4 separate regions of the Sus scrofa genome follow, and regions 2, 3 and 4 are each linked to region 1. Evidence: chromatin contacts called from public Hi-C and promoter capture Hi-C data. All regions are on one chromosome and are shown on one strand. The core of a region is the stretch at or near the end of the contact, and the rest is flanking DNA. Distances in the headings are between cores, read along the strand shown.

Region 1 (6,886 bases), core at 2,144-4,643:
TGTATGTCTCTTGTCTGGTACTGGCAGACTTGGTTAGGCTAGGTATGTTATATATGCTTGCATCCTGTTGATGTGTTGACACGAATAAAATACTCCACTTATCAGTGTATTCACTGTAGTCCAGCTACAGGCTGGTGCCCTACAAACAAGGAGATTCTGATAAATTCTATTTTGCATGACTTTCTCAAATAAGAAAAATAAAATGCAATGTTGTGTTCATAATATCATACTCTCAATTACTGAATCTATTCTTGACAGGCAAGAACTTCCATTTTAAGTAGGCACCAATGGGAATGGATTCCTTCTATTGCAGTTTTACTCATCTGATAATTGGAATAATTTTTTTGAGTGACTAGCTTGTGAATCTACCACTCTCTCCATACTTTCATTGCCAGGAGTTACAGGATCCATTCCCAGCACAACATGACCTCTGGCTCTGCCCCCTTCGTGTTATGATACCAGTAGTCCTGGGAGCCATTCCTCTACCAGGATGGAAACTATGACTGTGAATCTCATCAATACATCCCTGTAAATAAAGTGAAACTAATATATCCCCAAAACAACTTCTTCCAGATGTCTGGATTCATTCCGATGTTGTCCAGCATGATGGGAAGAATGACAGAAATGGAGTCAGGATGGATTAAGAGTTAACACCTGTAAAGGGCATGGACCAGTGTAAGGCATCCTCATCCTCATCCGTCTCCTCCTTCTCCTCATTTCTATACATGTAATAGTGGCCTTTTCAGTTTGGGGCCTTTGGAATTTCTTATAAGCAATGTCTTCCTATTTCTACTCCCTTTCCCTTTTAGATTTCAAAATGTTAGAGCTGGGAGAGCCCTGAAGAAAATATCCACTCCACCCCTTCCTCTTACAGGTGAGGAAGTTGGGGCTGAAGGTCACTCAGCTACTTACTGACAAAACAGGGACCACTTGTCTTTTAGCTCGATACTGTGTTTCTTTTCTCTTAGGTCTCCTGGGTGGATCTCTTATCAGCTATACCCAGACTCCCAGGGTTGAGTCAATTAATTTAGGCATGCACTGATTTAATCTCTGTAGGGTTCCTCCCCCCACCCCAGTTGATATTTTTAAGAGTTCAGAGGCTTCCAAAATGGCACATAACAGGGTTTCTTTGCTGATTTTGATTGGACTTTCAGCAAAGTGCACTGTAGCATGATCACTCACAGGAAATGGAAACTCACCTTGTGAAGAACTAAGCTTAAAATGGGCTTTGTGTTTTCCTTTCCTCAGCAGGGGCAGAGTCTCTATGTCAGCTGCCTGGCCTTCCTCTGGGGCTTGGTTTTTAATCTCCAGGGAGGCAAGGCCGACAAAATGTCATCTCTTCTCCTGCTAAGGAAAGAAGCTGTGAAATAGATCTTCATTGCTTACGTGCCTTACGTTGCTTAGCACCAGCTGTATCCATAACACCATGGTGAATTTAAAATCCTGCTCCATTGGAATAATTGTTAAAAGGGACTCTGATGCTCATAAATAGCCCAGATAGGCATTGTGAAAGTACAGCGATTTTTATCTTTAATTGGATTTATTCTCCTGAGAAAACTTAAGTTTATGGATGTATGCCCAAATGCTGCCTATTAACTGATGTGAATTTCTCTGCTGTGAGTTCTAGGAATCTCTTAGTTCAAAGAAGGGGAGGAGAAAAGAGCTAACATATATTCGACAGCTTTTAAGTATTGGGTGCTTTATGTATACATGAAGTTCATCTCAGCTGAACCGTTACAAGAGCCTTGGGAGACAGGGAGCTTTAGATTCATTTTGCATTTGAGTAATCTCATCAAGATCGTATCCTAGGACAGTGAAGAGGCCGCTGCAGCCCTGGCCCCTTTCACTTTGGAAGGTGGGTTTTGAAAGACATCTCTGGTCATATTTGTATGAAGCTCATTTATTTCCTGCTCTTCCTCTTGTCCCCTTCCTCCTTCTCTTTATTCAGGACCTTCTCACAGCAAATGACAGTTCCTAAATGAGATTCCCTGTTACCTCCCAGCCTGCAAGGCATAGGCACAGGCAGTTCCCCTCCTGGCAACTGTTTTTGATATCTCCCCTTCCAGAGATTTGCCCTGTGGCAGCTTCCATCCATTATCATCCCTCCTTTTGCCCAGATTGGCAGCTCTCCAAGACCTCAAGAGGCAAAAAAACCAGATCTGCAGATATGCAAACCTCAAAATCCAGACTTAGTTAATGAAATCACTCCTCCGCTTGCCCCTGCCTGTGACTGAATCCTGTTCCAGCTGGAATGGGAAAAGGGCATTGGTCAGGCTGTCAAAAGCAGATCAGATTTCTCTACTGCTAGTTCTTCCTTTCTTAGCTAAAACCAAAACACCGCACACAACCATCAGCCAAAAAAATTGACACCAGGTGAGAGTGAAGGTAGTTTGTCCCGTTTTCATATTTCATGTGTTCGATCATATTTGTCTCAGCAAATGTGATGGGAAGTGGTACTTTTTCTTCTTTTCCCACCTTCTGGTGTGAGATTTATAGGTGAAGATAAAAATGCACTGCCCGCCACGAAAGAGCACCTGCTCTGCACGCATCCCATCTATTTGCCCTCTTCTTTGCTCCTGCCCCCTCCGTCTCTCTCTGCCTCCCTCTCTCCTTCAATCAGGGCTTAGAGAAATCTTTTCACTCTTCTTTTGACAGGTGTCAGATAGACAGTATGAGCTCATTTAAGCTGAACTGTCTGGGGGAAACTAAATTTGTTTGGAGAACAGCAATTTGGATGACAAGTGCCAGGACACAGCAGATGGCACGACTGGAGAAATGCTTATCAGTCTCCCAGCTCACGTTCCAGGTGGCCTCTCTATCTCTCCCGCCCCTCTTTTTCCTTGTTCACGCTTGACCCAAATGGAAACCTTGAAATACAAATGAAGTTCTTCTGGTAAGTCTCCAAGAAAAAGAGTTTCTAGTGACTCAGCCTAACAGGTTTATGTCCCCCCTTTATTTACACTTATTATTGCTAATGCTTCCCAGACCCCCAGACCTGTTTGGGCACATATTTGAAGAAGCCTCAGTTCTGAGCCCTGCCAGTTGTTTAATATGTCTATTAGCTAAGCTGCAAAAACTTTCACACTTTGGACAATCCCCAACCCTGGTTATGTTTGAGACTTCTCGTCAGGGGATGAACAGCAGTCTTCTTAAATATCTTCCCCCTTTGCCTCCCAATCAGACTGATTCTTTTTGGCTATCACTTGCCAGAGAGGGAACTATGGACATAAATGACATAGGAAGGTATTTAGTGGAAGGTGAGTTTTTTTTTTTTTTTTTTTTTTTTTTGGTTCATGTAAAACATTCTAAAATTCAAGGCCAGGGCACTGGGGCAGGCTCTAATCTATGAATCATTAAATTCTTAACATACCCTGAGAACAGGAAGAGAGAGATTAACCTTTATAGGCATGGGAGGAATGTCTCCTCTGAACACTGGTAATTCATGTGACATTTGCTGTTTGCTTATGTTTGTGGTGAAATTCTTTCCCTCAACCTTGAACTGTGTTGTTGCTGGTCACAACAGACCTTCTACGAGAGCAACCCAAGTTGATGTTTTAAGTACACAAACAAAGCAGATGTTTTTCATCCTGGGCATCAATTTTTTTGGTCCATATTTGGTTCACATGAGAACCTTTATGTTTTTCCAGTCTGTAAGCTTTAGCTCTGAATTTACATGTTTTGGTGGTTTGGTGTTGCTAATTCAGTGTGAAATTTACTCATGGAAAAGGCATACTGTGAGTGAAGAAATAAAGTACCAAACAGTATGGAAAACCCACACTTTTCTTTATTATTTAATTTTGTACTAAATTTTGTACATGTGCTTGGTGTTAGGAATCTCATGGTTGGAGCAAAGCCAATTGGTGGCCATGTCATATTTACCTGGAGGTTGAAGTTTCATTAATAATTTAAGGTGAAAATCAGAGAAAAAAGCCTCTAACCAACCCACTTAGCTGTCACAGCTCCCTTGTGGCAAAATATCATTGCACTTCTGCTCTTCTCTCCAAAAGCTTTTGGAACTCGAACACATTATTACTATTAAAGGCTTTATTTCTGAAGAGCAGTTTTAGGTTTACAACAAAATTGAAAAGGAGATACAGAGATTTCTCACATACTCACTGCCCCAAACATGTACAGTGTCCCCCTTAAGCATTATCACTCCCCAGAGTGGCAAAAATTTTCACCAAGAATGAACTTACCTTGATGCATTATTGTCACTCAAAGTCCAGAGTTTATCCTAGGTGCCTCTCTTGGTATTATACATTCTATGGGACTGGACAAATATATAGTGACAGACAACCATCATTACAGTATCACATGGAATATCTTCACTGCCTTAAAAATCCTCTGTGCTCTGCCTACTCATCCATCTGTGTCCCTACCCCTGGCAAACACTGATCTCCACAGTTTTGCCTTTTTTAGAATGTCACTTAGTTGAAAGCATATAGTATGTAGCCTGTTTAGATTTGTTTCTTTCACTTAGTAATATGCATTTAAGATTCCCCTATGTCTTTTCGTGGCTTGATAGCTTCTCTCTTTTTATTGCTAAATAATATTTCATTGCCTGGATGTCCCATAGCTTATTTATCTGTTCACCTGTTGAAAGACATGTTAATTGCTTCCATATTTTGGCAGTTATGAGTAAAGCTTCTGTAAACATCTGTGTTCAGGGCTTTGTGTGGACATAAGTTTTCAACTCTTCTGGGTAAATATTGTTGGTTTGTGTGGTAAGAGTTATTTAGTTTTGTTAAAAAACTGCCAAAGTACCTTCTGAAATGGTTGCATCATTTTGCAGTCCCACCAGCAGTGAATGAAAGTTCTTATTGCTCCACATCCTCACCAGCATTGGGTGGTGTTGGTGTTTGAGATTTTGGCCATCTAATAGGTTTATGCTAACTCATTGTTGTTTTAATTTACATTTCCCTGATAACATATGATAAAGAGCATCTTTTCATATATTTATATGCCATTTGTATGTCTGAGGTGTCTATTAAAGCCTTTGGCCCATTTTTAAATTGAGTTGTTTGGTTTTTTTAAAATTGTTTAGTGTTAGGAATTCTTTGTATATTTTGGATAATAATCCTTCATCAGAAGTATCTTTTTCTCCCAGTCAGTGTCTTATCTTCTAATTCTGTTGATGCTGTCTTTCACAGAGCAGAATTTTTAATTTTAATGGAAGTCAAGTTTGTCAGTTATTTCTTTAATGGATCATGTCTTTGGTATTGCACTAAAAAGCATCACTATAACCAAAGTCATGTAGGTTTTCTCCTATGTTGTCTTCCAAGAATTTTATAGTTTTGCTTTTATATTTATGTCTATGATCTATTTTTGTGAAGGGTATAAAGCCTGTGTCTAGATTCATTTTTTTTTGCATGTGGATATTTAGTTCTAGCTCATTTGTTGAAGAGACTGTCTTTACTCCATTGTATTACTTTTGCTCCTTTGTCAAAGATCAGTTGGACTATATTTATTTAAGGCTGTTTCTGGGATCTCTACTTTGTTCCATCAGTCTATTTATCTGTTTCTTCACTAATACCACACTGCTTGATTACTGTAGCTTTGTACCAAGTCTTGAAGTCGGGTAGTGTCCGTCCTTCAACTTTTTTCTCCATTAATATTGTGTTGGCTATTCTTAACACGTTATTTTTGGCAAGTTTAGATATCTGGATTTTAAGGACATACCATATTAACAGATGTAGGCATGATAGAGGGCATTTTGACATTAGAGGAAGAGATAGGAAAACAGTGTAGCTACAAAACTGGATTGCAATACCCACAGAGATGGGAGTTTGTAAGGATAACATTGAGTCATCCAGAAAAGTCACATTGTCTTCTTTCTTAAGAAACAGGGTGGCATTTGAATATATGTAAGATATACATTACATAGACTTTTTTGAGCCAATGTTTTATACTTGATCTTGGTGATTAAGTTGTATTCTGATAATATAATTGCTATAATGCCTTAACTCAATTAAAAAAAAAAAACCTCATTAACAAAAAACAGAAAAGAAACAGGGTGCGGAAACTGAAGGCCCAGTTAAAGTGTTAGAACAAGAAGGGAAGAGGATCAGGGATCTCCAGAGAAACAGAGCTAGTAGAATCTATCTGTCTATCATCCATCTATCATCATATGTCTAACCTTATTTAGTATAAGGAATCGGCTCATGCAATTATGGAGGCTTTAAATCCCAAGGTCTGCAAGCTGGAGACCTGGGAGAGCTGATTGTGTAGTTCTAGTCCACATCTGAAGGGCTGAGAACCAGGAGAGCCAGTGAGGTAGTTCCAACCCAAAGGCTGGCAGGTTTGAGATCTGGGAAGAGCCATTGTTTCAGATTGAGTCTAAAGGCAGGAGAAAACTGATGTCTCATCTAGAAGACAGTCAAGTAGGAGAATTCATTCCCACTTGGGGAGAGTCAGTTTTTGTGGGGTTTTTTTTTGTTTTTTCTTTCATTTAGGCCTTCAACCGATTGGTTGAGACCCCACTCATACTAATCTTATCCAGAAACATCTTCAGTAATGTTTGACCAAATATCTAGTATTTCATGGCCCAGTCAAGTTGACATATAAAGTTCACCACCCCAGCCATCTTTTCCATCAGTCACATTAAGATATCTTTCTATCTTTGGACAACAGGTGGCTGCTGAAAAGGGCCGGGAGAGGAGACTGACGGCATCATGTCATGGGCCCAAGCTTCCAGGGTGAAAGCAATAAATCCAGCCCTGATAGGAGAATGCTTGGTTCTGGGAAATAGGTAGACTAGCTTCTAACTGATGTAAATAATCCATTCATTCATTTCTTTTCTCATTCGAGCTCCAATTAATATATTGCTTCCTTGTTGGGGGGTGGCAGTGCTGTCCCTAGACACTGTCTAAAGTAGTCCTTTTCAGTC
Region 2 (6,886 bases), core at 1,564-4,063, 240 kb before region 1:
TCGTGTTGTGGGGCTTACAGCGAATAGAAAGAGCCCAGAATTAGGTGGCTCAAGGTAAGGGCTCCCGTCTGGCCACCAATTTGCCTGGAGGATTTTCAGTTCTTTGGCCACTCGGGTGTTCCGTGTCTTCACTTTTGAAATAAATAGGTCATCCTGATGCCTATAATGTCCCATCAAGCTCTAAGATTATGTGTTCCTTTGGGCCCTACCTAAGCCAGAATTGGCAAGCTTGTCTTAAGGGCAAGTCTAGCATCTCTGTGGGACTATGTGGGAGAAAAGTTTCACTATTATTTCATTTACAGTGTGTGTTTGTTAGTAATAAAATAGTTTATTAAGTCACCCTTGGAAAAATAAGCTAAAGTTACAGCCAGTTTGGTGCTTTGTAATCACCATAAAAGTTAATAGACATTTGAGTTTAAATCAGGGCTAGACGTGCCTTTATGCTGAAACTAAGAGGCATCATCTAAGGATTTGTTTTCTGTGATGCGATTCAGAATGTCACATCAGGCCACATGAATATTTTATCTTTATGTCCAAAGGCCAATTTTCTGAAGTTGGGTCTCGAGGGGGCCGTGTGTGATACCCAGAAAGAGTCAGGTTTTCTATTTTCTGACTTCCTCAACCTAAGTCTGCACTGTAAGGTGAATTTGAACACCTATTGCTTTCAGCTTTAATTATCTTGACCACTGTTTGTCTGTTGCCCTAATTTAAGGCATTTAGAGGACATCTGTCTGTTAGATAAGACAGTGTATCTTTCAAGGAAGATTTTGAATTTCTACGTAACAGGTTTCCTCCCTGGCAGTTTGAAACATGGTATTTGTTCAATGTAAGTTTTACCTGCACAAGAAAAATCCAACAAGTAGATTTGTTCAGTTGCCATCCCACATTTTTTTTTTCTTTTTTTGGCTGAGGAAAAGGGCAGGTTTGTGATATTTCATACTAAAACTGAGATGAATGGTCTTGACGGTCTTCCAGGCACTGAATCAGAATTTTCTCTATTTTTAGTGCAAACACCATAGAGGTTTGGGTTGAATCATTTTGTCAGGATACTAGTTTTCATCATCCTGAAGCTGTAAGGCCTAGATCACCATCTGTTCCCTCTATTTTCTTTCCTTTTCTTTCTTTCTTTCTTTTCTTTCTTTCTTTCTTTCTTTCTTTCTTTCTTTCTTTCTTTCTTTCTTTCTTTCTTTCTTTCTTTCTTTCTCTTTCTTCCTTCCTTCCTTCCTTCCTTTCTTCCTTTCTTCCTTTCTTTCTTCCTTTCTTCCTTTCTTCCTTTCTTCCTTTCTTTCTTTCTTCCTTTCTTCCTTTCTTCCTTCCTTCCTTCCTTCCTTCCTTCCTTCCTTCCTTTCTTTCTTTCTTTCTTTCTTTCAAGGGCCACACCTCCAGCATATGGAAGTTCTCAGGCTAGGGGTCTAATTGGAGTTGCAGCTGCTGGCCTGCACCACAGCCACAGCAATGCGGGATCCAAGCCGCATCTGTGACCTGCACCACAGCTCATGGCAACGCCGGATCCTCAACCCACTGAGTGAGGCCAGGGATCGAACCTGCGTCCTCATGGATCCTAGTCAGGTTGGTTATTGCTGAGCCATGATGGGAACTCTGCTTTCCTGCATTTTCTATCCTTAAGGAGTTTTATTTCCTCTTAGGGATTTTGTATGAAGGAAATTGGTATCACCAGGTCTCTGAGTGGCTTTTTTTGGGTCATGGAGCCTGGGGTTTGGGTAGAGGAAGTGGCAGCAGCTGATACTGGAAATGCGGGTGAAGCGATATGGTAGAAGGATGTCTTTCAAAGCTAAAGAGTTTTTATTTCATCCTATAGGTGACGGAAAGCCAATAAGGGATTTTTGGCAGGGGAGTAATTATAGCCACGTTTAAGAATGTACACACTACTATGTATAGAATGGATAACTGGCAAGGACCTGCTGTATAGACCAGAAGAATCTACTCAGTATTCTGTAATAACCTATATGAGAAAAGAGAATGAATATATATATGTCTGGTTCACTTTGCTGTATTCCTGAAAGCAATACAACATTGTAAGTCAACTATACCCAATGACTTTTTTTTTTTTTTTTTTTTTTTGTCTTTTTGCCTTTTCTAGGGCCGCTCCTGTGGCATATGGAGATTCCTAGGCTAAGGGTCGAATCAGAGCTGGAGCTGCCGGCCTACACCAGAGCCACAGCAACGAGGGATCCGAGCTGCATCTGCCACCTACACCCAGCTCTCGGCAATGTCAGATCCTTAACACACTGAGCTAGGCCAGGGATTGAACCCTCAACCTTGTGATTCCTAGTCGGATTCATTAACCACTGCACCATGACAGGAACTCCCTATACCCAATAACATTTTTTTAAAAAGAAAGGAAAGAAAAAAAAAGAGTGATCCCTCAGCATACAGTAGATTCAAAGACAAAGACTTGAGGGTGGCTTAGCCCTTGTAATAGTCCAGACCCAGCGTGTTGAGGTGGCTGCAGTTTGGGGACCGGAGAAGAAGACGTGGAGTTGGAAACAAATGTGTATCTTGCCTGCCTTCCAGGCATTGTGGGGATAGAAAACTCCCAGCAGGGCGCCTTCTCTTCTGGGAAGAGCGGCCTCCCTTATGGAGCCAATTTAGCACTGTTTCCATGGCTGAATGAGGCATAGAGCAGAAACTGCCTTTCTGGTCTGTAGTCCGTTTTCCTCCTTGTTGTACCGGGTTGCTTTCCACCACTTCCCTTTGCTCTCCTGGATGCGCATCTTGCATCAGCTAAGGGAGAAAGGTCTGAAAGACCAGCTTTGTTTTTCTTGCAGCTTGTACTCTGAGCCCTGTTAGCCAACAGTGTTGGTGCTGCCTCACAGAGATGGCCAGTCCCGGATTAAGCCACCTCCTTAGGAAACCCCCCCATCAGGCAGCACCTCTTCGCTCCAGGCTCTGCCTCTGCATGTTTCTTCTCAGGTCCTTTGTCCAGTGGCTGTGTCTCCTCAAGCCCATTGTTCAGGGTGTGTTGGGGTTTTCTGCTTAGGGAGGCAAGGCACAGTTGACTGGGTGTAGAAGCAGTGGTCCTGAGTCTCCCCTGTTCTTGGCTTTTGAGAGATGCACGTCTTGCCCCCGGCCCCCCAGGAATGTTAGTGCAGAAGTCATTTCTCTCCCCAGGTGTGTCAACTGCAGCCACCCTTTATGCACCGACGGTGGCATCTTCACCAAAGGAATTGTCACGCTTGCAAAGGTGTTTTTTGGTTTCAAAAGAAAGAGATTGGAGATGATCTTGGCGTGTTACCTGCTGCAGAGTGGAAAGGAGCCTGCTTAGTCTTATGACGTTGGACTCTATGGAAGGATGGATATTGGTCATTCCCAAGCTTGGTCCTCCTGATGTCAGAGCAGGAGGTAACTTTTAGTGTGATGTCGTTATTATTTGCACCACTCGGATGATGGGGGAACAAATCCTTGTAGCTGCCTTTGTGCACATGAAACATCCCATCAGCCCCTAGAGCGAGCCCCACAGAGCTGGAGCAGCTGAGAGTGAGCCAGATTCTCTGGAGGCGTCCTGACCCCCAGTCTCGGAGTAATTCAGGCTCCCCAGCTTCCTCCTAAGAAGCCGATTGTCCTGAAAAAGTCAGTTGCCCCTCTAGCCACCGCATGTGGTTGCATGTGAGGTGGCCAGAATTCCTTAGGAAGATGATTTTTTTGCCCAGTCTGCCGGTTGCTGTGACAGACGCCTCAGGCCAACAACCCGGTCACCTCATGAATAGAAATTCAGTTTATGAATAGGCGTCAAAGATCTTCGTGTGGCTCATGCTGCCGTAAACTTTTTTGACCCAAGCCAAGAGGAAAATGAAAGCCATTCAGTGTTAAGAAAAAAGCAAACAGGTTTCTGCTTTTAAGTCTCAAGGTTGCTTAAGTAGGTGCCGTGCCATGTGTGTGTGGGACGGGTGGGACCAATGATCTCCCACCCTTTGGATGGAAAGATCTTAACTGTAGGAGTCCTGGAGGCCTTGTAAAACACGTTACCTCTGCAGCCTGAGTCAAAGGCCAATTTGTTTTAGGAAATTTCAGTCGGAAAATATTTACTGAGTCCCCGTGCACACTGAGAGGGGCAGGGAGCACACCCAGGTCACTGAGGGCCTGCCTTCACCTGCAGAAGAGCAAGAGCAAATAGACCTGAAATGATGAAAAATAAAAGAGGTTGTTTTAAACTGTTCATAGGCTCCAAAATCCAAAATAGTAGTTTGTGGAGTTCCCGTCGTGGCGCAGTGTTAATGAATCTGACTAGGAACCATGAGTTGCAGATTGGATCCCTGGCCTTGCTCAGTGGGTTAAGGATCAAGCTGTGGTGTAGGTCGCAGACGTGGCTCGGATCCCGCATTGCTGTGCTGTGGTGTAGGCCGGTGGCTACAGCTCTGATTTGACCCTTAGCCTGGGAACCTCCATATGCCATGGGAGCGGCCCTAGAAGAGGCAAAAAAAAAAAAAAAAAAAAATAGTGGTTTGTTACAGGGGACAGGTAAGGGCTAGAGAAGTCAGAGCCTGTTTTATAGATAAGATTTGAGAGAAAGCACAAGAGGAGAGGGTCCTATAGCTGAAGTTTACAGAACAGGAGTTCCGTTGTGGCTCAGCAGGTGAAGAACCCGACTGGTATCTGTGAGGACAGGGGTTCAATCCCGGGCCTCGCTCAGTGGGTTAAGGATCTGGTATTGCCGTGAGCTGTGCTATAGGTCGCAGATGCGGCTCAGATCTGGTGTTGCTGTGGCTGTGGTGCAGGCCGGCAGCTGCAGCTCCGACTGGACCCCTAGCCTGGGAGCCTTCATATGCCACGGGTGTGGCCCTAAAAAGCAGAAATTCACAGGGCAAAGTTTAATACCAGCAGGACCACAAAAAGCCCAAGTGGCACTTACTGAGCATCTCCTATACACCAGGTACTGTGATTATAGGGAGTCGGGGTGGCTTGAAGATATATGAGATACAGTCCCCACCCTCAAAGGGGCTGAAAGTCTAGTGGGATCAGTGATGCCAATGGGCTTGGGAATTACAGCCTGGGATGGTGTGAGCCTTAGAGACCCGTATCCAGCAGAAGGGCCTCAGATGGCAGAGTTAAGCTCTGACTCTTCTAGCAGAAAAGTCCCAGCATACTCTTGGCTTGAGGTGGCCCCTCAGAGCCTGCAGGCCAGGCCACTGGGAAACCAGTCCCTAAGGTCTCAGTTCTCAAAATGTGCTGATACGGTTGCTGCAACAAAGTGGATGCCTGTACCTTCCTGCACATGGGTTCAGATTGAGGCCACTGGAGCCTCTCCACCCAGAAGCCAAAATCTGAGTGAGGAAAGTGATGCTGGGTTGGGAGGTGGCCCCATCATGCCAGGCCCAGTGAGAGCTGGAACAGGAGGCTTTATTTTAAGATGAAATCAAATGAAAGACACTGTAGGAAGGGAAACATTTTTTATCATTCTTGTTAGAAACAAATATTCAATTCGGTTTTGTGTGTGTGTGTCTTTTCTAGGGCTGCACCCATGGCTTATCGAGGTTCCCAGGCTAGGGGTCCAGTTGGAGCTGGAGCCGCCGGCCTACCCCACAGCCATAGCAACGTGGGATCCGAGCCAAGTGCGACCTACACCACAGCTTACAGCAACAGCGGATCCTTAACCCACTGAGCGGGGCCAGGGATCCAACCTGAGACCTCATGGATACTAGTTGGGTTCATTAACCACTGAGCCACAACGGGCACTCACCAATTTGATTTTTTTAAAAATAGGACAATAATGACTGTTTCCTATCTCCACATACAAATGTTGAGAAGTTAACTGTTGCATTGATTTCTGGGCTTTCATGAGATATTGGTGGTAAAATATCAATTCACTGAAACTGTTTAAGAAAAGCTCTATGTCTGCTCTGCCTCTGATTCATGCAGGCTCCTCTCTTGGCGGGATTAGGTTGAATTTTAATACTTAAACTCTTACTGAAGAGCTAAGAAGCTGTGGAGCTGGTTGACTTAGTGAATGATCGCTCTCCATAGTCAGCATGTGATTTGCTGTTACCAAGTGCCAGGAGTATGAAAAGAATGTGCTCATGTGGGTTTATCTGCATTTGTCATTAAGGCCCTGCTAAGCCTGTGAGCCCGGGACACAGCTCACCCACATTTCTGGCTCGTGGTGGGCTGTCGCCCTGGTCCGTGAGCCTCCCAGGCGCTGCTGCTCTCGGGGTGTGGTGCTGGCATCTACATGCGTCTGGGCTGTGGCAGGGAGCCCTGTGACAGCCTGCCCCCCAGTAGAAGCTCTCAGCCCTAGTGATGCCTCTCTGAGTGTGGCCAGGCCTGCCGACGTTCAAGTGGATCCCTGGGCATTGATCCCAAAGAATGTCTTAAATGATTTGAGCATCTGGTAGCTTTTCTAGTATGGGGAACTCATGGTGACTTTGTGGCAAGAAGGCCTGAGATGGTTACAAGTAGCTCTGGGGCCACTGGAACTCAGATGAGTTTTGTAGCATGTAACGTGAATCAGCCCATGATACATGCTTTGGTTTCAGAGCCATCTTCATGCTACTGGATTAGGCTACACAGGCTTCCCTCGGGGGTATTCGTCAGTCATCAGTCCTTGAGGTCATGCAGGTTGTCAGAGGGTCTTGAGGAAGGGCCGAGCCAGAAATTTGGGTTCAAAGGAACAGGGGAGAGGCACGGGTAGTCCTGGAGGTGTAAACCTGAACAGTAAGATGAACAAGCTCGTTTCCTAATCACTCACCATCCTGCATCCCTTCTCTTTCCTTTCTCAGCGGGCAGAGCTGACGTCTGATAAAGACATGTACCTTGACAACAGCTCCATTGAAGAAGCTTCAGGAGTGTATCCTATTGATGATGACGACTATGCTTCTGCTTCAGGCTCAGGTAAGGCTGGCTACTAACCCACTCTTCTCCGTTCTCCACG
Region 3 (6,886 bases), core at 3,167-5,666, 180 kb before region 1:
CCTCTTGGAAAGGCCTTTAGCCCTAAGATTGACTACACACTCCAGTTTATGTCTGTTGTCCTGGCATAATTATTCACGGCACACTTGTAGCTCTGTAAATATCTTCCAAATGGAGGAATAGCATTGGTTACCCCATCAAGTACCCCCTAGGGAAGATTATTCAGATTTGAAGACCACACTTGTAAACCAAGGGGCACCTGAATTACTTCTCTCTCCTGTTAAATTGTAAAAATATGTATTGAATACATATGTGCCATACACTATACTAGCTACTTTATGTCTTATTTTATCATCATAATTACCATCTGAGGTGCTTTTTGCACCCTCCTCTTTTTTAACAAATAAGAAAACGAAAACCCAGAGAGTTTAACTGACCACTCACAGGTGGTAAGTAACTAAACCAGAACTCAAGCGTTGCTCCCTGTTTCTTAAGCCTGTGTTTACTATTAAGCATAGTCCCTGGTCTCCAGCCTTGTGCTGATTCCCTTCCTTGGGGCATGGGGTCCCACCTTGCTGAAATTTGGCCTGCAGTTTAGGTCTGCTCACTGCCAAACTGCCCTTCTGCGCCAGTCTCCACATCAAACACCTCTTCCCAGGCTCCCTATGACAGCTGTCAGCACTTCCTCCACATCCCGATCCTGGTTCCCCAGCATCTCTTTTCTGGGTGGCTGCGCAGCACCCAACCCACTTGGCAAAGGCAATTGGAGCAATCTCTCCAAGACGCTAACATCTGGTGCTTCCCATAAAGATGAAGCCAGGACCTCTTATCAAGATTTCCCAGGCTCTTTTCAAATGTACTAGTCAGTCATATTGAATTTTCTTTTTTTTTTCTTTCTTTACTTTTTTTTTTTTTTTTTTTTTTTTTTTTGCTTTTCAGGGCTGCACCCATGGCATATGGAGGTTCCCAGGCTAGGGGTCTAATTGGAGCTACAGCTGCTAGCCTACGCCACAGCCATGGCAATGCCACACCCGAGCCACATCTGCGACCTACACCACAGCTCACAGCATGCCAGATCCTTAACCCAGTGAGTGAGGCCAGGGAGAAAACCTGAAATCTCTTGGTTCCTAGTTGGTTTCATTTCCACTGCGCCAGGGAGGGAACTCCAAGGGTATTTTTTTTTTTTTTAACTGATTAACAGGCATTTACTAGCCTGCCCCTCCTATATTTTCAAAACACCCTGAACACCATTTATTTCATTCATTCAATGAATCCTCACTGCCTACTGCATGCTGGATACCATTCTAGTTCCTGAGGATATAAAGGTGAGCAGATAAGATAGTTCCTGCCATCATGGAGCTGACAGTGTTGAAAGGGGGAGACTGACCTTAGTCAAATATCCACATAAATTAAATTTAAAATAATAATTGTGCTAAGACCTAAAAATGCTCCAAAGATCTGTAGTAGGGTATTTGACCTAGTCTAGGAAGATTTTCCTGAGCTAACAGCTGAGGGATAATTTTAAGTTTAGGAAGGAACAAGGATATTCCAGGCTGAGGGGACAATATGTGCTGTGGCAGAAGGGAGCCAGGGAACCTGGTTGGAGATGCAGCTGCAGGGTTAAGGCCACACAGACTTTTGTGGGCCTGACCAAAGAGTTTTGTCTTTATCCTAAGAGCAGTGGGAAGTCACTGCAGTGTTTTGAGCAGGAAGAGCACGTGGCACAGTGGAAAATGAGCATGGTGTGGTGGTTCAGAAATCAACTCTGGAACCAGGTTGCCTGCCTTGGAATGCTGCCTCTGTGATTTATTAGCAACTTCCTAGTAACTTCTCTGTGCCTCAGTTTCCTCATATGACTATCTACTTTGTAGGGCTGTTTATCAGGTGGTAAAGCTTTTAGAGCAGTAATTGATACATCATAAATGCTATGAAAGTGCTTGTTCAATTAAATAAACAAAAACATCTATGGCAAGATACCTGAATACAGTGGGCGGCCTGGGGTCTAACGGGGTACGGATATAAGCAAATAGTTATAAGATAACTTGATGTAAGCACAAAAGAGAGTGGTAGCACAAAGATGAAGATGAACTTGGTTTCCAGTGGTCATTATGAGCAGAGCCAAGGGCATAAAAGATGTTCCAGTTGGAGAGACCACCACTACGAGGTGTGGAGAAACAAAAATGTCACTGTACTCAGATGCTTAAAGCTCAAAGCCAGAAATCAATAAAAACCAATGGATAGTCAACAGGGACCTGCTGTGTACCACAGGGAACTCTAGCCAATATCCTGTAACAACCCACATGGGAAAAGAATCTGAACTAAAACATGGATATGTGTATATGTATAACTGAATCACTTTTCTTGTACAGGAGAAATTATCACAACATTGTAAGTCAACTATAATTCAATAAAACTTACCCACCCCCCCCCCAAATGGGGGGAAAATACTGTGTTAGGACAAGCAAGATGTGACTAATTTCAACTCCAAAGCAAATGGAAAGCTTTTAAGGAGGAGGGCCCAGCATCATGGTTGACTGCATGGGCTATGGAATCAGGCCCACTGAGGTCAGAGTGCTAACTCTGCCCCTCACTAGTTGTGTGTGATTTGCCTTCTCTAATCCTCAATGTCCTCATCTGTAAAGTGGGAATAATAATAATACCTAACTCATAGAGTAGATAAGAACTCACAATTAATGCATGAAAAGTCTTAAAGCATAAAGCAGCCAATAAATAGGAAGCTATTACCATTATTATAACATTATGAGTTGAACTTTGCATGAGAAGAACTTTGATTAGCCCTAAAGGAATAACAAGAAAAGGCCCCCAAAGCAAAAAGCACCTGACATATTTGAAGAATAAGTCAGGTCATCAGACCTGACTAAAAGTATGGTAAGTATGGTCATCAGTGCCAATCTATGAATTGGTTTTACTAGTCCCTGATAAGATAAATCTGGAAACTGAGAATAAACACTTAGACATGCTAAGAAAACAAAAATAAATTGACAGTAATTTTATATCTGTGTATCTGTTGTCTATCTGTAATGAAAATTGGGGCTTGTAGTTTTTTATGTCTTTTTATACTTTTCTAGCAAGTTTTTAATTGCATCTTACAAAAATGATAGTCTATGACTTATTGGAAATAATAAAACTTTCCTTTACCTCACATAGTCTAAGAAAAAAGTAATTCAATGGAGCTGAATACAGAACCACAAAGAGGATCCCGGAAAGGCGGGATCACATTGTGAGGAACTACTTTGTTTCAGAGTTTATATTTTATTCAGTGGGTAATGGGGTTTCTAAAAGTTTAGAGAGATTGTTAACTACAGGTTAAATGTATGTAGGTAAATAGTCATTGCACATTTTGTACTTTTTAAAATTCCCAGTGATTTTTTTTTTATTATTAAAAGTTTTTTTTTGTCTTTCTTTTCTCCCTCTCCACCCCCCCCCAACTCTTTCTAGCTTTCTGTCTGTCTGTCTTTTCTGGTTAAGAGGAGAGATCTGAATTGCTCCAAGTTTCACAAAGATAACTGCTTGTATTTGCTAAGAGTGGTTAAACAAAGGAATTCAAATTTATCAAAACAGAAAACTTTGAAAATACAAGAGCACACACTTTAGGACCAGTGATGTGAGTCTCCTTGAGATAAGCTGCACCGGGTCATCAGATGAATCCTCCTTTTTTTCTCAGGCATCCTCATATCCTTTGCACATAAACCAAAGAGATAACAACTCTTTCTGATCTGCCAGGTTGGGTCGCCTCATCCACCTCCCATCTTCACCGCCCTCTCTAGCAGTCCTGCCCGCCAGGACAGGAAAATAACGGTTTAATAATCACGTATCCGTGGGCGGCATTTGACAGCTCACCAAGCCTGGGCTCTCCCGATGCCCCATCCAGGCTCAGTTACAGAGCGAAACGTCTCAGGTTCTCCTTTCAGCTCCACTATCCCTTCCTGCCCTGCCCGCGCGGCCACTCGTTAAATCACAGGATACTCTCGGGCCAAGCCCTTGGTCGACCTGAAGCAGCAGCTCCTGAAACCCCTGAGGCCCAGAGACCCAGGCTGTGGGGACCCGCAAGGGGCCTGAGCGCAACATTCAGGCCCTTTGGCAGCTAAATAAAGAAGCACGGACGCGGGGCCCACCACCCAGGGTGTGACACTAATTTTCAATTGGGAGCCGAACCCAGAAGGTGAGGTGCCCGGTCGGCCTGCAGCCCTCAGGCCGTCCGAGGCGCAGCGAGGCCCGCGGACGTCGTGGAGGCGGTGTCCCAACGCCAGCCGGGCCCTCCCGCTGGCGCCCCGCGTCCCGGGCGCTCCGCCCCCGCCTTCCCTCCCGCCACGCAAAGGGCAGGGCCGCGGTTCCCGGTTGGAGGCGCACTGGGACCCGGACGCGTCGGGGGTGTGGCCGCTGCCACCTGCAGCCTGGGCCGCGAGTCTGGTCCCAGGCGCCGCCGCCGCCGCAGCCGCTGCCGGTGAGGCCGACCAGGTGCGTTCGCTGCCGGCCCGGCAGTGCCCGCGGGCGGCTGGGCCTGGCTCCTCCCCTCCCGCGGGCTGAGGCGGGTGTGGGCCCTGGCGGTGGGGGGACTTCCCAAGTCGCTCTTTCCTGCGAGTGACTGAAGGACGGGGTGGGAAGGCCCCTGGGAGACGCAGCAGGCCTGAGGCTTCCGCCACAAGGGCCCAGAAATGGGGAAGGCGAGGTTGGGCGCCAGGATGGAGGAGGATGCTGTACGCGCAGGGCGGCGAGCCAGGCGTGGTGGCTCCTTTTCCCTCTGGTGTGAGGGCAGAGGAAGTCCAGCCCAAGCCCCAGAGGAACCTATCTCGCCCGCATCTGGAGCTAGTTCCTAGTTCTCCTGAGCTTTATCGGGGCTCCTTTGTGGTTCCTCTGGACTTTTATCTTGTACTTTCATTTTTGATGTGCCCATCTGGGCTCAATGGGAGCAGAACCTCTGACTTGTCGGGTACTCAGTAAGCAGCTGAATGAATGAATTCCCAGGAAGGAGAACTGGTGAATTAATGAATAAGTGCATGAGTACTCGGAACAGAGAGCTGAATGAATACATGAACGGATATACATGACATGGAGGCAGTGGAGACAGTCTTAAATCACTTATCTTCCAGTAGTTTTCCAAAAGCTGGGTAAATGTTACACCCTTGTAAAATGGAGTCATTCTGATTGTGACTCCTTAAAAGTAGTATTCTATGCTGTTTTTGAATAGTCACCAGAAACACCCCCTCATATTTGCACTCTAGCTGGATTTTTTGCATATGTGTTGCTCAAAACAAAGTACGCCTAGGCTTACTTTTGGCTTTTGTTTTCTATTTTTTTTTCTGCTTTGGAGAATCATTGTCACTATAATATTTTTAAGTTACTTCTAAAAGATAAAGGTGAATCTGAAGGTAGCGCCTCATGACTGCTTTTAGTAACTTGTTTGTAAAACCAAACACTTCTTTGACTCCAGGATTGTGGAGGATCTTGTTTTCCTGAGATAGGTGCTGCCTGGTTTGTGGGTGAGTGAAGAAGGCTGGATACAGTTCAGAGAGGAAAAGAGAGAGAGTTATCTGTATGCAGACACTTTGGAAGTGACGGAGGTTGCGACTGCTTTAATTCGATTAGTCCCTGCATCGGTTCGGTTCTAGGTTTCCAGACCTGGACTTCAGAAAAGCTGGATGAGGAGTTCCCGCTGTGGCTCAGTGGTAATGAACCCGACTAGTATCCAGGAGGACTTGGGTTTGATCCCCGGCCTTGTTCAGTGGGTTAAGCATGTGGCGTTGCCGTGAGCTGTGGTGTAGGTTGCAGACGCGGGTGGAATCCCGATTGGCTGTGGCTGTGGTGTAGTCTGGCAGCTACAGCTCTGATTCAGCCCCTAGCCTGGGAACCTCCATATGCTGTGGGTGCAGTTCTAAAAAGACAAAAAAAAAAAAAAAAAAAAAAAAAAAAGAAAAGCTGGATGAATTGAGACTCCTCACTTATCTCTTTAGGTCTCAGATTCCTCATCTCCAAGACGCAGAAGGTCAGGTAGGGCCTCTGCCTGAGCTACACTGCTAGGATTCTCTTTTATTAGGCAAAAGGTGAAATTGCAGGTGATTTCATGAAGCTTGCTCATTTCAGTTACTCTGCTCGGGATTCTGCAGAATCTTGGCCCCACTTGGCTCTGCACATTGCAGCTCATTCTTCTTCCCCTCCACATCTGCTACTAAGGACCTGGAAGACTGAGATGAGAATTAGAGCCTCTGGGCTAAAGGGGAGAAAGGAGGGCAAGATTGCTTTCTGCATTGCCACAGGCTCCTGGCGCTGGGTTTAACTTGTTTCCAATACAACCAGCCTGACAATGCCAGATATTTTCAGTTTATCTAGGGAACTGTATCACTATTAATTTGCCTGCTTTTGAGATTCGTTATCCTAGATCTCAACATTTTGGAAATGGAAAGGCCTTAGGGATTTGTGAAAGGCACTTGACTCATTTTATGTACATATTAAAATATATATATTTTTTGCACGCTTCATTTAATGAACACAAAGTCCCACATGTGTTAAGTAAAATAAAATAATGTTACCTACCTCAGTTGTTTCTAGTCTATTGAGAGAGGGGAAGCCAAACGTGGTGCTTGATGAAAAAACCCAACTTGCTCTCTTTTCTCAAAGATCCAATTATGGGTCACATATGGTTCAGGCATGGAATGTAACAGAAATGGTATTTATGGGGCACTGACCATGCACCAAGCACTGTTATATTTAACTTTTTACTTATATTGCCCCATTTAATCCTTGCTATAAACCTAAGTGCTAGGCATGATTGTAATCCCTGCTCAACCTTCCTAAATAGAAACAGTACTTGGAAAATGGGAAAGACAGGTATTCAAAACACAGGCAGATGAAGGTTGGGTTTGTCCCAGCAACATAGATAATCTCTGTTGGGAAAGTCTGTGTAATGTTGGAAAAATGTGGTCTCTGTGT
Region 4 (6,886 bases), core at 1,648-4,147, 140 kb after region 1:
GCAGTTCTGCTCCTCCCGCCGTGGAAGCCACACTCTGCCAGAAGCTGTGGGAGTGAGTATCTGAGCCCCTGATCCGGGGCCAGCAGAACTCTTTCCATCAGTGCCGGTTCTGGGCATGAGCAGGTTTGCTGCCCTGCCCTCAGCACTTCCATGTGGGCATCTGATGGAGGCTTGTGGGAAAGATCTGGAAAATGGGTACCTAGGGCCCTTATATGGGTGATTCCCAGAGAATCTAAACTCTCATATTAAATCACACTCACCCTTTAACATTTTAGTGGTTCTCGAGTTCTGCTTTTTTTTTTCTTTTTTTCTTTTTTTTTTCTTTTTAGGGTTGCACCTGTGGCATATAGAAGTTCCCAGGCTACCGGTTGAATTGAAGCTGTAGCTGCTGGCCTATACCACAACCACAGCAGCACTGGATCTGAGCCGCATCTGCGACCTACACCACAGCTCATGGCATCCTGGATCCTGAACCCATGGGGCGAAGCCAGGGGTTAAACCCACATCCTCATGGATACTAGTCAGATTCATTTCCGCTGGGCCACAGTGAGAACTCCAGTCCGGCTTTCATAACTCCCGCCTCTCCCTCCACTCACGGCTAAAGGCAAACAGTTCCATATTCCCACTGCTCCTTGGATGAGCTTATCCTCTGCAATTCAGTCCCTTTGGTTGAATTCCAATCCCAGATCTCTAATGGGCCTTTAAAAAGTTATGATTTTCTGGATTATCCAGATTGCTCCCACTGTTAGGGTGGGGCCGGAATTCTCCTGTGACTTATCTGCACTTTAGGAGGAAGCTAACTGATTTTTCCTCTCCCTACCACACCACCCTCTGTTCCCGTTCTCTGACATGTTTTTCTTCATAATACTTAAAACTATCATTATATTATATTTATTTATTGCCCATCTCCCTTCCCAGAATATAAATTCCAGTAAGTCAGAATATTTGCTTGTGTTGTCCATGTCTGTATCTCTGGCACATAATAGAAACTCAATAAAAACTGTTGATTAAGGGCTTTTGCACACATGCCAAAGACGTGTTCTCCACTATCTTGCCGTGTCGTGTTTTTGCAAGAATGTACTTCCTTTGAAGCTATTCTCTCTCCCTTGTTCTGCCATATTTTTCACGTCTCATTCAGATTATGTTCTTATCCTCCTTTTAATCAGGCAAATCTGTTTGTACTCCGTCTCTCCATATGCCCCAACAACAAAGCAGTGGGGCTTGTCCAGGGGGCTGCTGTCTGTTCACCCTTAATGTAGTGTATCTTGGCTCTCAGACCCACAGCTGGCTGGCAGCTGGTTGTGCCAGTCCCATTCTTCATCCTCACAGGCTGTCATCCAGTGCCTCTCTGGCCTACTGCAGAAGCCCCTCCCCGGCTCCCTACCCTAAGGCTTGAGTGGGTCTTGGTGGTCGGGGCTAATGTGTGCCTCACAGATAACAGACTTTGTATTTCATAGCCTCACAGCCCCCATTCTGCCTCCTCATGTGTTTGGTGGTGGCTCTTCTTGGCTCTTGCTCTTGTTTTTTATAATTTTTTTTTTAGGACCACACCTGTGGTATATGGAGGTTCCCAGGCTAGGGGTCCAGTCAGAGCTACAGCTGCCAGTCTACACCACAGCCACAGCCATGCCAGATCCTAGCTGTGTCTATGACCTACACCACAGCTCACAGCAACTGCGGATCCTTAACCCGCTGATGGAGGCCAAGGGTCTAACGTGCATCCTCACGGATGCTCGTCAGATTTGTTAACCACTGATCCATGACAGGAACTCCTGTTTTAATAATTTTTACTCTTCACTGCATTTGGAGGAGGTGGTTGTAGGAAGGAAATTGGGAAGCGGGGAATTGGTCAGTGCTCTGTCTGCCTCAGGGCTCAGCACAGGAGTGAATGCCCCACTTCTCTGTTGGTTCTAGGCCATGTTACTGCTCTAAGAGCCCCACATCTGGCAACAGAACCAGTGCCTTCTCCTATCTTTTATAAGGTGATTCTTTTTCATAAAACTGGATTTACTATATCTCAGAACCCTGTCTTGTTTTTGTTTCGTTTCCTTAAATCAGATCCAAATGTGTTACAATTCATGCTCATTTCTGCCTGACCCTGGCATAAGGCATAGTGACTTTTCCGCTGGCATCCTTGGTGAGACTGCATTAAGACATTGCTAGCAGGACATCATGTTGAATGAGACCTCCTGCCCCTACTGTTTTCAAGGTCGAAGCTCTTATGATGAGGGAAATTCAAGTTCATCAAAGATGCTACTGAATTAGAAGAAACTTTTTCTCATGGGCTAGTTTTTAAATGAATTAATAATAGAATTACTACTACTATCTCTTGGTGACCCCCAATATATTTTGTAAAAAAAAGGAACACAAACAAACTCATAATTCAAATGGTTTGTGATCATTCTTCCATATCACCATGCCAATAACCTTACCCTACGGGGTGTCATTTAGTTCCTTATCATTCAAAACCATTTTCTCCATCATTTAACTGTTAGTTTAAATAATAATCCTGGATTGGAGAATGGAGGTATTTGAGAAAACATAAAGTATGATAGTAAAACAACCTCACTTATTCTGAAGGAAGTCTGAAGGTTAAACAATAGTTGCCTTAATTTAGTTACTCTTGTGTTATCTCAAGGAAAAATTGATTAAAGTAGATGTTCACACTTTTTATCCCCTGAAACTTTAACTTCATTGGGAAAATGGTTCTGAGGGTGGTGAGAATGTTGACTAATTGGCTTGTCATCCCCAAATGGGATTACACCACTTCTGAATCAGAATTTCCTGCTATTGCAACATGTTTTTTCTTCATCCTTTTTTTTTCCCCCCTTGAAACAATCCATTTGGGTTCATTACATGGCCATTTGTTAGTCTGGGGCATTGTCCTTGTTTGTGACTCCAGTGAAGTCATAGTAGGCTGGGTCTGTTTGTCCATACAGAGTCAGTGCGAGATCCTGCAGCTGCTCAGGGAAGGAGGCAGTGCGAGGGGGCACCCTGATATTTTAACCCCAAATCCTGCTTTCCCAAAGTCATGGGGAATTCTCATGTTAATCATCAAGAAGACTTGCTCAGCTTTGGTTTGCGTACTGCCTATGTAGACATCGACCTATCTAACTTTAAAAAAAAAACAAAACTTTTTATGGAAGTGTAATATTCTCAGAGAACATGCACAGATCCTAAGTGTGTGATGAGATGAGCTTTTGCAAACCAAGGGCACCTGCATAACCAGTACTCAGGTCAAGAAGCAGAGCATGACCAGCGCCCTCTTCTCGACTGTGCCCTCTTCCTTTATTTAAATTTGTAATTTATGTGACTTGATATTTATATATTGCATTATCTAGAAATCATGCCCTTCCTTACCATGGTCGACCATTCTCCTGTTTTGCTTGTTTTGATATTTTATGTAAGTGGAATTATACATAATGTATTATTTTCTGTCTGGCTTTGATTCTTCGCTATGTTCATGAGATTCATGCATTTATCATGTTTCTTCATCCCCACTGCTGTGTAATGTTCCAGGGGTCAGTACAATACATTGTTATTCTGTTGCTGACAGGTATTTGAATAGTTTTCTTGGGGCGGGGCAGGGGCGGGATTGATGCTATTACGAATAGTCCTTGAATGTTCTGGTACATCCTTTCTGGTGAAAGCAGCCGCACACATCCATTCCTGTTGGTGTGTAGCTGGGAGGAGAATTGCTGGGTCCCGGGGTGTGTATGTGTTCAGATTTAGCAGCTAAGCTATTTCCAGGGTGATTGTAAGTATTTATACTCACACTCAATGTTTGAGTACTCTCGGTGCTCCATCTCCTCACCAATATTTTGTGTCTTTTTCCATTTCGTTATTCCAATGGATATGCACTGAATGGGGTTTCATTTATATTTCCTTGATGGTAATGAATCTGAGCAACTTTTAGTATGATTACTAGTGATTTGTGTATCTGTTTTTGTGAATTGTCTTTTCAAGTCTTTTGCCCATTTGTCTATCACTGGACTCTCTTTTCATTACTGTTTCATAGGAGTTCTTTACATAATCTGGCTGTGGGACCTTCACTGAATATAAATATTATAAATATTTTCTCCTCCTCTGTGAGTTGCCTTTTCACTCCTCAGTGGAGTCTTTTGATGAACAAGTATTCCTAATATTTTAAAAGTCCAATTTATTATTCTTTTCTTTTATAGCTTGCACTTTTTGTGCCCAGTTTAAGAAACCTTTGCCTATTGCCAGTGACAGAGCTGTTCTAAGATTTCCTCTAACATCTTTATTTAAATTTGCAATTTATGTGACTTGATATTTATATATTGCATTATCTAGAGATCAAGAGACATACTTTCAATGTGGATAACCTGTTAACCCAGCATCATTTTACTTGGTTTTTACTTTGTTTAAAAGATGTCTATAAAATTTAGTCTCCTTGAAAAAGCACAATAATTAAAAAAAATTAATTACCGTTCTCACTTTTTCACTTGAATGCAATTTAACACATGTTTATTATTTGTCTGCTGGAATTTGAGACAGTTGAGAATATGGTTAAGATTTTGAGATCCATTTTTATGTCATTTAGGTTTTAAGCACTCTAATGACGTTGTCAAACATCCATCAGTAATAAACCATTTTTCTTTAGGACCTAAAATTATATTAATAAAGAGAGGGACAAGGTGGGATATTTTATTACTATTACAATGATCTTATACCCTTTATGTAAATGCCTGTGTACCATGTTTATGCTACTAATGATATAGATCTTTTAAGACATAAAAATAGAAAAGAAAATATAAAAGCTTCATTTCTGTATTTGGAGTGCCTATGAATGCCTCTTCTTTGATGTCATTTCTGCTTAGCTTTTTTTTCCCTCTTTTTATTATTTGTTCTAGGTCGTACTGGTCAGTGGACATCTGGACAGCTGGGACGTCGGGCAGGGTGCCATGGATGATGGTGGTGGAGCCTTTATATCATGGGAAGCACTCTCGCTTATTAAAGATCTTGGTAAATATTTAGAAAGTCGTTAACCAATGTGTGAGGGTGGCAGTGGTGACATGTTTAACTCAACACACACAATACTCAACAGATTAGTTACTGTGGAATGTTCAAAGGTCCTTTTGAGGCCGGTGTGTTTTTTGTCAGTTGATTCTCAGAAAAGAACTCATTTGTCCCCTTAAAGAAAGAAAATTTTATTCAAGTGTCTGCTGGATATCCAAAGTAGCAAAGATGATCAGCCACTAGGGAAAATGAACAAGCAAATAAAACTGTAGCAAATGCAACCGCATCAGCTGGAGACTTTGTAAGAAAGTCATAACCAAGTGCAAAGAAAAATCAGCAGCTCCCCCGCTTCCTTGTCCTTGTTTATCTTTCCAGACATCTTCAAGCTGTTAGCATAGCTTTGCTGCTGTCGTCTTTCCATGACGGAAGTCAAGGAGAGCAAAGCAGTCCTGGAGGAATGATTCCTTTGGCTGCGATAAGGAAGCTAGGATGAAAAATGGAACCTTCCAGGTTAACCTAGACGTGGGAAAGAAAGATGGACAGCCATGAGAAGGAAGGGCTATTTGGGAAAGCAGTTTATTCTGATGATCCTATTGCCAACAAAAAAACCCCATACCTTTCCTCTTTGTGTGCTGGTCGAAAGGTGGATTTTGAGTGAGATGGGAAATAACGAAACAACCTGAAATGAGAGTTCCACGTCTGAACAGACCAGTGGTGGTTTTGAACCTGCCTCCTCAACGGAATATTTTAAATTGTAACTGTAGAGTAACCTCAGTTTCCAGTGTAGTAAAGATCAGAACCTTCCCTTTAGTGAAAGGTTTACACTGCTTCCTTAAGTACACATGCGTTTAAATTCATGCTTTTCCTTTGACTTCTAATGAACCTTTCTAATCCTAAATCAGCCCTTTAAATAATTGTTTCTCTGAACAGTAGACGGCTGAAATTGTCTTGGGGCAAATCTTTAGAGCATCATTTTTATTCATATCTTACTAGTGTTTTATTTATTTATTTATTTAGTCTTTTTGCCTTTTCTAGGGCCACTTCCCGCGGCATACGGAGGTTCCCATGCTAGGGGTTGAATTGGAGCTGTAGCCGCCAGCCTACACCAGAGCCACGGCAACACAGGATCCGAGCCAAGTCTGCGACCTACACCACAGCTTGCGGCAACGCCAGATCCTTAACCCACTGAGCAAGGCCAGGGATCAAACCCACAACCTCGTGGTTCCTAGTCGGATTCATCAACCACTGCGCCACGACAGGAACTCCGCTAGTGTTTTAAACATGGAGAAATGGAAAGGTGGTTATGCATTTTTTTTTTTTTAACTTCTAAATAGGCCAGTGTCTCTCAGCTTTGGCATTACTTGACATTTGGGCCAGATAATCCTTTGTTGTGAAATCTGTCCCTTGCATTGGAAGCTGTTTAGCAGCATCCATGACCTGTACCTACTAGATGCCAGGAGCACCATTCCCCCGCCCCCTCCCGGTTGTGACAACCAAAAATGTCTCCAGACATTACCGAATGTCCCCTGGCAGGTGGTGGGTGGAGAGGGTAGCATGTAAAATTGCCCCACAAAAGCAAACTAAGAAAAATCTCGGAGAAACCTGAATTTAGGGTCACTTTGTAAGAAAATAAGACAAACTAATGGGAAGCCTTACCTTGTCTATCCTTGCAAGTTTAGCATCAGTACCATACTGAACAGCTACTATTTGAAAGCGCTTTTAAAAGCTGGGTGTACAGAAGCATGTCCTCTGTTCTTCAGGCCCTTAGACTGAGAATATAGTTGGAGACGTACATATGTACCTACACACATAGTTATTACTAAAGGCATGATAACAAGTCTGCTTGTAGAATTGGGTAAGGTTTGCACGAGAGCCATTGTCCACCAAATAAAACCGAAAAACACTC

What was found. Promoter capture Hi-C pulls out the DNA fragments that hold promoters and counts their contacts. A called contact is a pair of places that touch in the nucleus more often than the background predicts.
Region 2: a Hi-C map of liver shows a contact between it and region 1, with 5 times the contacts expected there. The contact joins two enhancer-like sites. A contact is called at or near these places in 1 of 47 Hi-C or Micro-C datasets (liver) and 1 of 2 datasets of contacts at active chromatin or transcription factors (alveolar macrophages).
Region 3: a contact with region 1 is called in a promoter capture Hi-C map of liver, with 3 times the contacts expected there. The contact joins two enhancer-like sites. A contact is called at or near these places in 1 of 5 promoter capture datasets (liver), 1 of 47 Hi-C or Micro-C datasets (retroperitoneal adipose tissue) and 2 of 2 datasets of contacts at active chromatin or transcription factors (alveolar macrophages and skeletal muscle).
Region 4: a contact with region 1 is called in a Hi-C map of liver, with 2.4 times the contacts expected there. The contact joins two enhancer-like sites. A contact is called at or near these places in 1 of 5 promoter capture datasets (liver), 5 of 47 Hi-C or Micro-C datasets (liver and skeletal muscle) and 1 of 2 datasets of contacts at active chromatin or transcription factors (alveolar macrophages).

What each region holds. Positions count from the first base shown.
Region 1 is chr4:39,779,283-39,786,168 of Sscrofa11.1, reverse strand. The region is part of intron 2 of CPQ (carboxypeptidase Q); the gene reads left to right. Among named protein-coding and RNA genes, the nearest start is that of CPQ, 73 kb to the left of the region's middle. Within about 2 kb of position 3,393, at least 16 of the 83 cell types and tissues checked have an H3K27ac peak or open chromatin away from gene starts, as enhancers often do. A contact at or near this core is called in liver, where this site is marked.
Region 2 is chr4:40,018,273-40,025,158 of Sscrofa11.1, reverse strand. SDC2 (syndecan 2) reads left to right here. Exons shown (of 5, transcript NM_001315754.1): 2 at 6,735-6,846. Among named protein-coding and RNA genes, the nearest start is that of SDC2, 110 kb to the left of the region's middle. Within about 2 kb of position 2,813, at least 3 of the 83 cell types and tissues checked have an H3K27ac peak or open chromatin away from gene starts, as enhancers often do. A contact at or near this core is called in liver, where this site is marked.
Region 3 is chr4:39,965,016-39,971,901 of Sscrofa11.1, reverse strand. No RefSeq gene overlaps it. Among named protein-coding and RNA genes, the nearest start is that of CPQ, 110 kb to the right of the region's middle. Within about 2 kb of position 4,416, at least 41 of the 83 cell types and tissues checked have an H3K27ac peak or open chromatin away from gene starts, as enhancers often do. A contact at or near this core is called in liver, where this site is marked.
Region 4 is chr4:39,641,017-39,647,902 of Sscrofa11.1, reverse strand. It overlaps CPQ (carboxypeptidase Q), which reads left to right. Exons shown (of 8, transcript NM_001243691.1): 4 at 4,875-4,986. Among named protein-coding and RNA genes, the nearest start is that of CPQ, 210 kb to the left of the region's middle. Within about 2 kb of position 2,897, at least 9 of the 83 cell types and tissues checked have an H3K27ac peak or open chromatin away from gene starts, as enhancers often do. A contact at or near this core is called in liver, where this site is marked.